2 separate regions of the Bombyx mori genome follow, and region 1 is linked to region 2. The links are chromatin contacts, called in public Hi-C maps. All regions are on one chromosome and are shown on one strand. Each heading gives the region's core, a stretch centred on a gene start, on an enhancer-like site or on the middle of the called end of the contact. The rest is flanking DNA. Distances are from core to core; before and after follow the strand shown.

Region 1 (4,512 bases), core at 1,652-4,151, 590 kb after region 2:
ATAAACGACTTTACATTCTGCATTAATTATAGTCACCCTAGTCAAGTCTAACCCATGGGTAGTATAACACATCTCACAATCTAATGCATACACTCCATAATCTTCACACTTATTATCTGGAGGTAATGTTTTTACAAACCCTCTCAAATTATCATAGTCTACATATTCATAGACATGGGTAGGTGCTATACAACATCCATCAGATGATCCATCCTGACTACAACATTGATATCGAGCTTCACCTCGTATTCTGTATTTATTATTAGGATGATAAATGCATTCCTCTTTTACAGCTGGAAAACCTTTTTTGTCCACAGTATAATCTTTTTTACATCTACAACATGTTCTTATAGAGCCTTTAGGGGGTTTTTGTTTTTGTTTTTGTTGCACATAAATTGAAGCTCTGCCTTTTTCTCCACTTATGTGTGTTCTAGGAAATCCATTTTCTTGAAGCTGCTCTTCAGTTAATATCCATTTTTCAATATTGTTATAAAATTTAGCACCTGTTAATTCTTTAGATATCTCATCACTTTTTTTATTTCTATTCTCTATGCTCCATGAACCTGTATTCCTAGCATCTACTTTTCTACTTGAATCAGAACTTGATTTTTTCTCACCATTATTTTCCTGTAATTCCTTTCTTAGTCGGTTGACTGTTAATACTGCAGAGTTTTTATAAATAGAAACCGTATTACATTTCTTGCTCGTAGCTAGTTCTTCATGTTGAGCTCTAGAATACGCATCAGTTGCGGAAAGGTAAAGTTTCAAGCATTCATCTATCATAAGATTTAAATAAGTAGATCTAATATTTGCTGGTATTTTTGAAGCCAAAGGCTCTAAAACACCTGGGCGATCTATAAATTTCTCACTAGGCATGTGTGCTACCCTCAGTGCTCCTTTCTTTATGGTTTGGACAGTAGTAGATGAATTAGAGCCGGCGGGCAAACTGTTTTTTGCAATGTCTTGGCTAGTTGAAATATTTCTTTTGGCATTTATCAATGTTGAGGCATATGGTACATGAGCAATACGAATTTTCAAATTACTAGAGTTTACTGTACTAAATATGGATTTCTGAAGTTCCCTTTTTGTTATATTTGTATTGTCCTCACCTTTACTTTCATTTTGCAGAGAATTATTAACTTTTGTGCTATGAAACTCTCTAACCTTAGCCAATCTTTCTGCCATTGCTTGGGCAGCACTAATCTTGTAATCTGGTTTTATTTGTCGTTTTGTTACAACTTTAACATCTACAGCACGTGATACTCTCTTCTTTGTGGGCACATATTCCTCATCTTGTGTTTCTTCTATAGTAGGTTCATTTTCCTCTGCAACTATCTTTCTGATTGGAACATATTCATCAAAAATCTTCTTGCATTCCATCGCTATAGTCTCTTCATCAGGCTCCATTTCACTAGTATCAGATTGGTGATCTACATCATCAATGTGAGGTGGATCTTTACTCTTACTTTTTTGTCTGTCTCTTGAACTTTTGTGTTTCTTTTTTCTATGTTCCTTTTCTTTGTATTTGTGATTATTTGAATCAGACTTGGATGATCTATGACTTGATTGTTTTGAACTTTTATCAGATGACTTGGATTCATATTTATTTTGCTTTTCTTTTTTCTTTTCATGTTTTTCACTTTTACTTTTATATTTGTCTTTATCACTTCCTTCCTTCTTACTTGATTTCCTATTAGGACTCTTTTGATCTTCTTTTTCTTTTAGGCTTTTTTCTTTCTTATGAGATTTATGTTTCCTTGTTTTATTTGTTTGGTTTTTCTCAGGGCTACATTTTTTACTCTTTGAGTCACCATTATGATTCTTGCTATCAGACTTCACTTTATCCTCTTTATTTACTTTAGTTTCCTTATTGCATTTACTACTATTATTATTTTTACTTATATTTTTATCAGCCTTGTTAAGTATTGTTTTACTGTCTTCCTTTTTGTTTTCTTCATGAAGTATTTGATCTAATATGTCAAACTCAGGGCCAAGATCATCAAGCCCATTAAGGTCACTTGATAATTTAATTTTCTTATTATCTGGTTCATCCTCATCACTTGAGAAACATGGAGCTAAGAACTTTGGTGTTGGTTGATATTTTACAGTAGGTTCATTTCTTGACGAAACTTTAGAAGGTTTATATTCGAGAACTTTATTTTTGCTCGAATTCCTGTCCGAAGGAATGTAATTTCGTTTGTTTGTAGTATTTAGGTCTAGTTCACAAGGCTGATATTCTTGCAGTTCTTTTTCAGAACCTGGATTATAGGTTTCTGTACTTGCAGATGATCCAGGAGGCACGTAACTATCACACTGTACATTCTCGTTACTCCCAGGAGTGTATGTTAATGGCGGAGGAATGTAAATGAATGGTTTAGATGTATCCTGCGACTCAGGTATCCTCAAACTTGCACTGACTGGTTTTCTTGGGGTATATGGTACGGGAATATGACGTTTTCTTTGTTCGCTATTTTCGTCGTTATTTTCTGTTTCTAAATGATTTATCTTTTTAAGTTCCGATATTGGTGTAGGGTTGTAGGTTGGTTTACTAATAGATACAAGATTGTCATCGAGATTATTGTTTACTGTCTGTACACTAATTGCGGACCCAGTGCTATCAGTTTGTTGTAGAACCTTTTGTACAGCTGCTGAAACAAGTTTTTGTAATATCGCACCGCTTTCAATTCCATCACTGGATGAATTTTGTAAATCTCTTTTTACATGACGAAAATGACAATAAGGTCTTTCACAAAGGCCATTGTCGTAAAAAGGACAATTAATGGCGTTAAAATATCCCGTTGAAGGCAACATTAATGTTAGTCCGACAGTATCAATCAAACACTTCTAAGATTTTGGGAACATTGGATGCATTCATACCTTACCTATGTCACATCTATAATTTTTTAAGGGATTTTATGACCTGGTAACTGAGACCTTTAAGTCAGTCTTATTTTAATATATATTCATATTTTTATGAAAAATGATATTAAGGAGTGAAACGAAATGAAGATGATTAATTTGAGACATTAATCAACTGGGATGAAATTAAATGAAATGAAATGAGATGATTTGGGATGAAATATAATCTCAGTAAAATGGTGGTCATTAACTAAGATTTTTTCAGTGGACTTTTTGGAGGATCCCGAGAAGTTACGTCCTGCGGCTTTGTTTCATTTTCCCACATTTGTGCACTTTCACAGATATTAAACAGCTAATAAACCACCATTATTACACATTTAAACCTGAAGAACCACTAAATAGACAAACTAAAACAAATCACACAACTTCACTCCTCGGGCTCCCGCCAAAAAGTCCAACATCTATGATTGGTTGGATGGAAGCACTCATTTATTATACATTTGAAACAGTCGGTTTTCATGTTTCTACATAGACGGCTCACTGAATTTGGCGCCCCTTTTTTTGATTTTCAGATTTTTTTATTTTTAATTATTTTTTCGTCGTTTGTTCGTTAATGTTTGTTTGTCTTTTATTTATTTATAGCGACCCGCCCTCGCTTCGCTTCGGAAACATTAAAACACACATGAAAGCAAAAAAAAAAAAAAAGTAGCCTATGTTCATCAGGGACAATGTCGGCTTCTAATGGAAAAAGAATTTTTCAAATCGGTCCAGTAGTTTCGGAGCCTATTCGAAACAAACAAATCTTTCCTCTTTTTTTTTTAAGGGATTTTATGACCTGGTAACTAAGACCTTTAAGTCATGTCTTATTTTAATTTATTTTCTTATTTTTATGAAAAATTATGAAATGAAATGAAGATAAGATGATATGGGATGAAATATAATCTCAGTAAAATGGTGGTCATCTACTGAGACTTTTTCATTGGACTTTATGGAGGATCCCGAGAAGTGACGTCCAGCGGCTTTGTTTCATTTTCCCACATTTGTGCACTTTTACAGATATTAAACAGTTAATAAACCACCGTTATTACACATTTAAACCTGAAAAAACACTAAATAGACGAAATAAAACAAAACGCACAACTTCACTCCTCGCGTTCCCGCCAAAAAGTCCAACATCTATGATTGGTTGGATGGAAGCACTCATTTATTATACATTTGAAACAGTCGGTTTTCATGTTTCTACATAGACGGCTCACTGAATTTGGCGCCCCGTTTTTTGATTTTCAGATTTTTTTATTTTTAATTATTTTTTCGTCGTTTGTTCGTTAATGTTTGTTTGTCTTTTATTTATTTATAGCGACCCGCCCTCGCTTCGCTTCGGAAACATTAAAACACACATGAAAGCAAAAAAAAGTAGCCTATGTTCATCAGGGACAATGTCGGCTTCTAATGGAAAAAGAATTTTTCAAATCGGTCCAGTAGTTTCGGAGCCTATTCGAAACAAACAAATCTTTCCTCTTTATAATATTATTAGTATAGATAATTACTTAAGCAAATGATCACCCTTAAGTTGGCCCTCTTTACTAGATATCTTTATTTTAATCGCTCAGATTAATAAATTTTAATCAATTATCGTTTGTTCGACGACTATTG
Region 2 (4,684 bases), core at 1,376-3,875:
TCCCAACACAGATCTGGAAATCCAAATTTTTCAGATGGCTACGGGTAATGAATAAAATTAAATCACATGTATAAAAATGCGAAGGTTCACACTTTTGCAATAGCTTATTAATACCACAAACATATGAAACTATAAAGATTGGAAATGCGAAAAATTCTTTAATGGAGAGTAGTTCTGATGAAGGACCAAGCTCAAAGAAAACACCTAATAAAAAAAACTTGACAAATCGTCTTTTGTAAGCTAAGCAGAAAAAAGTTGATCCTTTAATTATTTTACCTTTTCCAGTGTATTCATGATTTCAAGCCTGGTTTGCGATTCTGCACTCTTTAAGGACCTGACCAGAGTAGTAACAGTTTCTTCATGTGATCTTCCCATCATTCTACCTAGCTTCTCATACATACTACCAAGGCAGCATATTGCAGCCCTGTGTAAAGAATTGTTTTTAGTAAATATTACGTTTTTTATTCAATGTATTATCTTTTTTTGTATTTTCATTTTCAGTTTCAGTAGAGTGATATACTTTTTTTCATACAAACTGCACTAACAACTGATCACATTTATTTAACAATGTGATATGAAACCAGACCCTTCAAACTAAACTGAATGCCTGCTTCATGTTATACCAGTAATAGCCTGTACTGGTAGCACTGACAATTTTTCTTACGAAAAATAGTAATTAATATATATTTTTAATGCCCTCGTAAGCAGACGAGCTTACAGCCCACCTAATGTTGAATGGTTATCATCTCCCATGGACTTCAGCAGTACCAGGGGCAGAGCCAAGCCGCTGCTTACAAAATTATATAATATTCTGATTTAATCTATACTACACAGTGATATTTCTCAAGTTTTTTTTTATTGCTTAGATGGGTGGACGAGCTTATAGCCCACCTGGTGTTAAGTGGTTACTGGAGCCCATAGGCATCTACACAGTAAATGCGCCATCCACCTTGAGACATAAGTTCTAAAATCTCAGTATAGTTACAACGGCTTCCCCACCCTTCAAACCAAAACGCATTACTGCTTAGCGGCAGATATAGGCATACAGTGTTACCTACCCATGTGAACTCACAAGAGGTCCTACCACCAGTAAAAAGTTAAAGTTAAAGTCACTTGTGTATGTAGTCAGCTATATTTTCTTAGAAAAATATAGACATATAGACAGCATCAAACTGCATACATGTAGCACTTAAACAACTATACGTACAATCTAGTCGGCATGTATGAAGGCGAGTCATCCTTCACTTTGATGATGTCATTGCACTTATTTACTGTATCAAATAAAAGGAAGGTATCCCCGACAGAGAAGAGTATGGCTAAATTCCGGGCAAGCAGTTTTCTAGCAGGTGCACCAAGGGATTCACGTAGAAGATTAACTAATTGGGCAACAAGTTTTTGTTGGCAAGCTTTAATATCATTCTGAAACAAAAATAACAATTAAACTCAACATGCTATTTTACTTGTTAGTATTCTTCAAAACTTAATTTTGATGTTGATTTATTTATTGCATAGGTGTTTATAGTATATTAATTACATTAAAATAATTATGGGAAATTTTAGATTGTTTAATAGATTTGGTATAATGTTAATTGTATTTTTTCTCTTTTAATAATAATAAATTAATTTGTTGACCCACACACAGTATAATAAAGTTATAAATATGCAATCATAGTGTAAATTTAAAAAAACCATGATTTTAATTTTGTACCTTGTGTGCTGCAACCAACACCTTGTCAAGGAACCGTAGCCATTCAAATATGAAATGTGGCTTTTTATCATCTGGCAGCTGCTGCAATGCTGTTTCGTTTAGAGTCAAGGAATGGGACACTTCCATTTTTTCTGAAAATTTTATTTTTTATTGCACATATGTTTTGAGTTTATTGTACACAATTCAATCAGAGCAGAATGATATGTAGAACTCTGAGTTTGTATAATAAATACTAGTAAAACCATGAGTTCAATAGCGTTGTTAAGAGGTTACCGAATATGTTAAATACATTAGCTTTAAAAACATTGGTTTTAAAATTGGAAACCATTTCTACAATTCCCAATTCCTCTTCATTTTAATTTCGTAATAACATAGAAATGATTACTATTTAGGTAACTAAAATGGGACAATATATAATTAACTCTTTCATTATGACCTAAATTAATTTTAGATGTAATTACTTGACAGTAAGCATAGTTGCGGATACGTGTTCACAGAAATATGAGTTTGTTTATTTGTAAAATATACTTGACGAGTACACTATTATATTTCTGTTTTTACGATTTAGGAATCCTAATAGAAATATATTTATACTCCATTATTTTTTATCATATCCTTATTAAAAATCAGTCGAAGACATTTGTTTATTGCAAGATACAAAAATTTGAAACTCACCAATAGACAGATTTTAACAAGGTAAATTGAGTATGATTTTGTATAACTTTTACATAATAAGCCACAGTAAATAGTCACAGTTATTAACTACTGTGACTGCCGATTTTATAAGCACAAAACACTGGAAGGCACAGTAAAACCACGTAACTGAAATGAGGGTAACTCTAGTTCAAATTTAATCCAAATTAATCCGTATTCCAAAACAACACACCCCACATTCACAGACTAGTAAGTAAACTAACTAAATCAGTAACAAATTAACAATTATACTAATCTGTGAACTAAATTGTTTTTTTCACTCTTTTGATCGGCTCACCGAATTTGGCACCTCTTTTTTTTATTTTTTGTTATTTGTTCGTCGTTTGTTTGTTAATATTCGGTTGTAAAAATTGTTTGTTCGTCTTTTATTTATTTATAATTAATTATACAAATTATCAACCTTAAGTTGCCCCCTCGTACTAGATGTCTTTATTTTTATCACTTAGATTAACTAATTTTGATCAATTATCGTTTGTTCGACGACTACTGGTAATTGTTCGATCATAAGAACAATTAAATTCCCAATTATTAATGAGCGCACTTGTTAACAAAACGCTTGTAAATACGGCCATTGCCAGCTGACTGACAAAACTGGCGCATGCGCAATATAGGCGTGAGGTGATGGTTTGCTTAATAATAGATATAAAATAACTAATAAACGGGAATTTAATTGTTTTTATGATCGAACAATCACCAATAGTCATCGAACAAACGATAATTGATCAAAATTAATTAATGTAAGTGATAAAAATAAAGATATCTAGTAAAAGGGGCCAACTTAAGGGTGATCATTTGTTTAATTAATTATAAATAAATAAAAGACGAACAAACAATTTTTACAATCAAACATTAACGAAGAAACGGCAAGCAAATAATTAAAAATTAAAAAAATTGGAAAATAAAAAAGGGAGCCAAATTCAGTGAGCCCTTTTGATTGACTTTTTCAGTATCAAAGATATTTTTTTGGTATAATTTTTCCTTATTAAGAATGGCAAAGGGATCTAAGCCCATAGAGCCTTATCTGTTCTATATAATTTTTGAAATAACTTTTCAAAAAGCCGAAACTAGGTCTTATATGATTTATATTATATCCTGAAATAAAAATTTCATTAAGGCCGGAGCCAAGACCTTTATAATTTCTTCCTGAAATAAAAATTTAATTTTTTTTTTTCCTACCTATGCTGATAGCTTTGAGAGGCTATTTCAGCTTCGCCCTAACGTTTGTAGGTGAGCTCACGGGGCTCAAACCTGGCTACGATGCTAACACGAACCCTAGCAAGAGTCGTGCTTCGCAGAATCTACCACCGGATCCTAAACGCGACCCACTGAGAAGATCCGGCGAGAAACTCAGTGGGCTGTGTCTGAGAGTTAATTTACTCGTCGAGCCCTTCGTCGCCAGCGACGGGTTCGACGAGAACGGTGACCGGTGCTTGAAGTACCTAAAAGCACCGTTAGTGGATCGGGAGGATCCGAGATGACGTGTTTTGGGCGACGTCGACTGCTTTCCATTCTGTCCGCAGGATCAGGAATGTAGTTACCGGCGGCCACGATGAGAGGGTTCTCGTGTCGTGCCGCTTTATCGAAGTGGCGCATCGACGCCGACTGTAGATACTTACTGATGGACTCTAAGTCCAGGTCGTCATGGAGGTCGACGTTCCTGACGAACCACGGGGCTCCGACGGCTATCCTGCAAAAACGGGATTGGATAATTTGAAATTAGATTTTAAGTGAGTGCGGGCCGCGTGAGCGAACATTACACTTGCATATGTCATTACCTTATTTCTAAGGGACATTTTACTTCGCTTGCATATCATCGGGTAGAAAATTTCAATAAGGCTGAAGCCAAGTCTTATACAGTATCATAGACAATGAGTTATTCCATTGCTGCCAGCGTAGAAATCATTTAGCACACAAATAGTTGTTCCATTCCCAATGAAATTGAGATAATACCACGAAATTGATTTATTTGAAATTATAATCTATGGGGATCAAATACAATGAGAAGAGAAAAATTGAGATGAAAAAGAATAAAGTACCATTGAAACTTTGTTTCATTTTCTTACACTTTTTCGCTTTCTTATATCTATCCTAAACAGCTGAGAAGCCATTCAATTCGGTCGTTATTGATGTTTTAACATAGACCGTGTGTTTTAAAAAAAATCCTGTTGGACTTTTTTCATTCGAAAATGGTAATTTTGCCTGTGAGATTGAATCGGTATAACTACATCACTCGATACGATTAAGCCGGATGTTATATTTGTA

What was found. A called contact is a pair of places that touch in the nucleus more often than the background predicts.
Region 1: a Hi-C map of posterior silk gland shows a contact between it and region 2, with 2.3 times the contacts expected there. The contact joins the promoter of LOC101742366 here to the promoter of LOC101741644 in region 2. A contact is called at or near these places in 3 of 7 Hi-C or Micro-C datasets (middle silk gland, posterior silk gland and whole pupa).

The regions. Positions count from the first base shown.
Region 1 is chr7:6,536,527-6,541,038 of ASM3026992v2, forward strand. LOC101742366 (RNA exonuclease 1 homolog) reads right to left here and starts at 2,902. Exons shown (of 1, transcript XM_012694891.4): 1 at 1-2,902. The coding sequence starts at 2,811.
Region 2 is chr7:5,951,133-5,955,816 of ASM3026992v2, forward strand. LOC101741644 (HEAT repeat-containing protein 5B) reads right to left here and starts at 2,626. Exons shown (of 39, transcript XM_038012176.2): 1 at 2,384-2,626; 2 at 1,709-1,839; 3 at 1,208-1,419; 4 at 277-424; 5 at 1-13. The coding sequence starts at 1,834.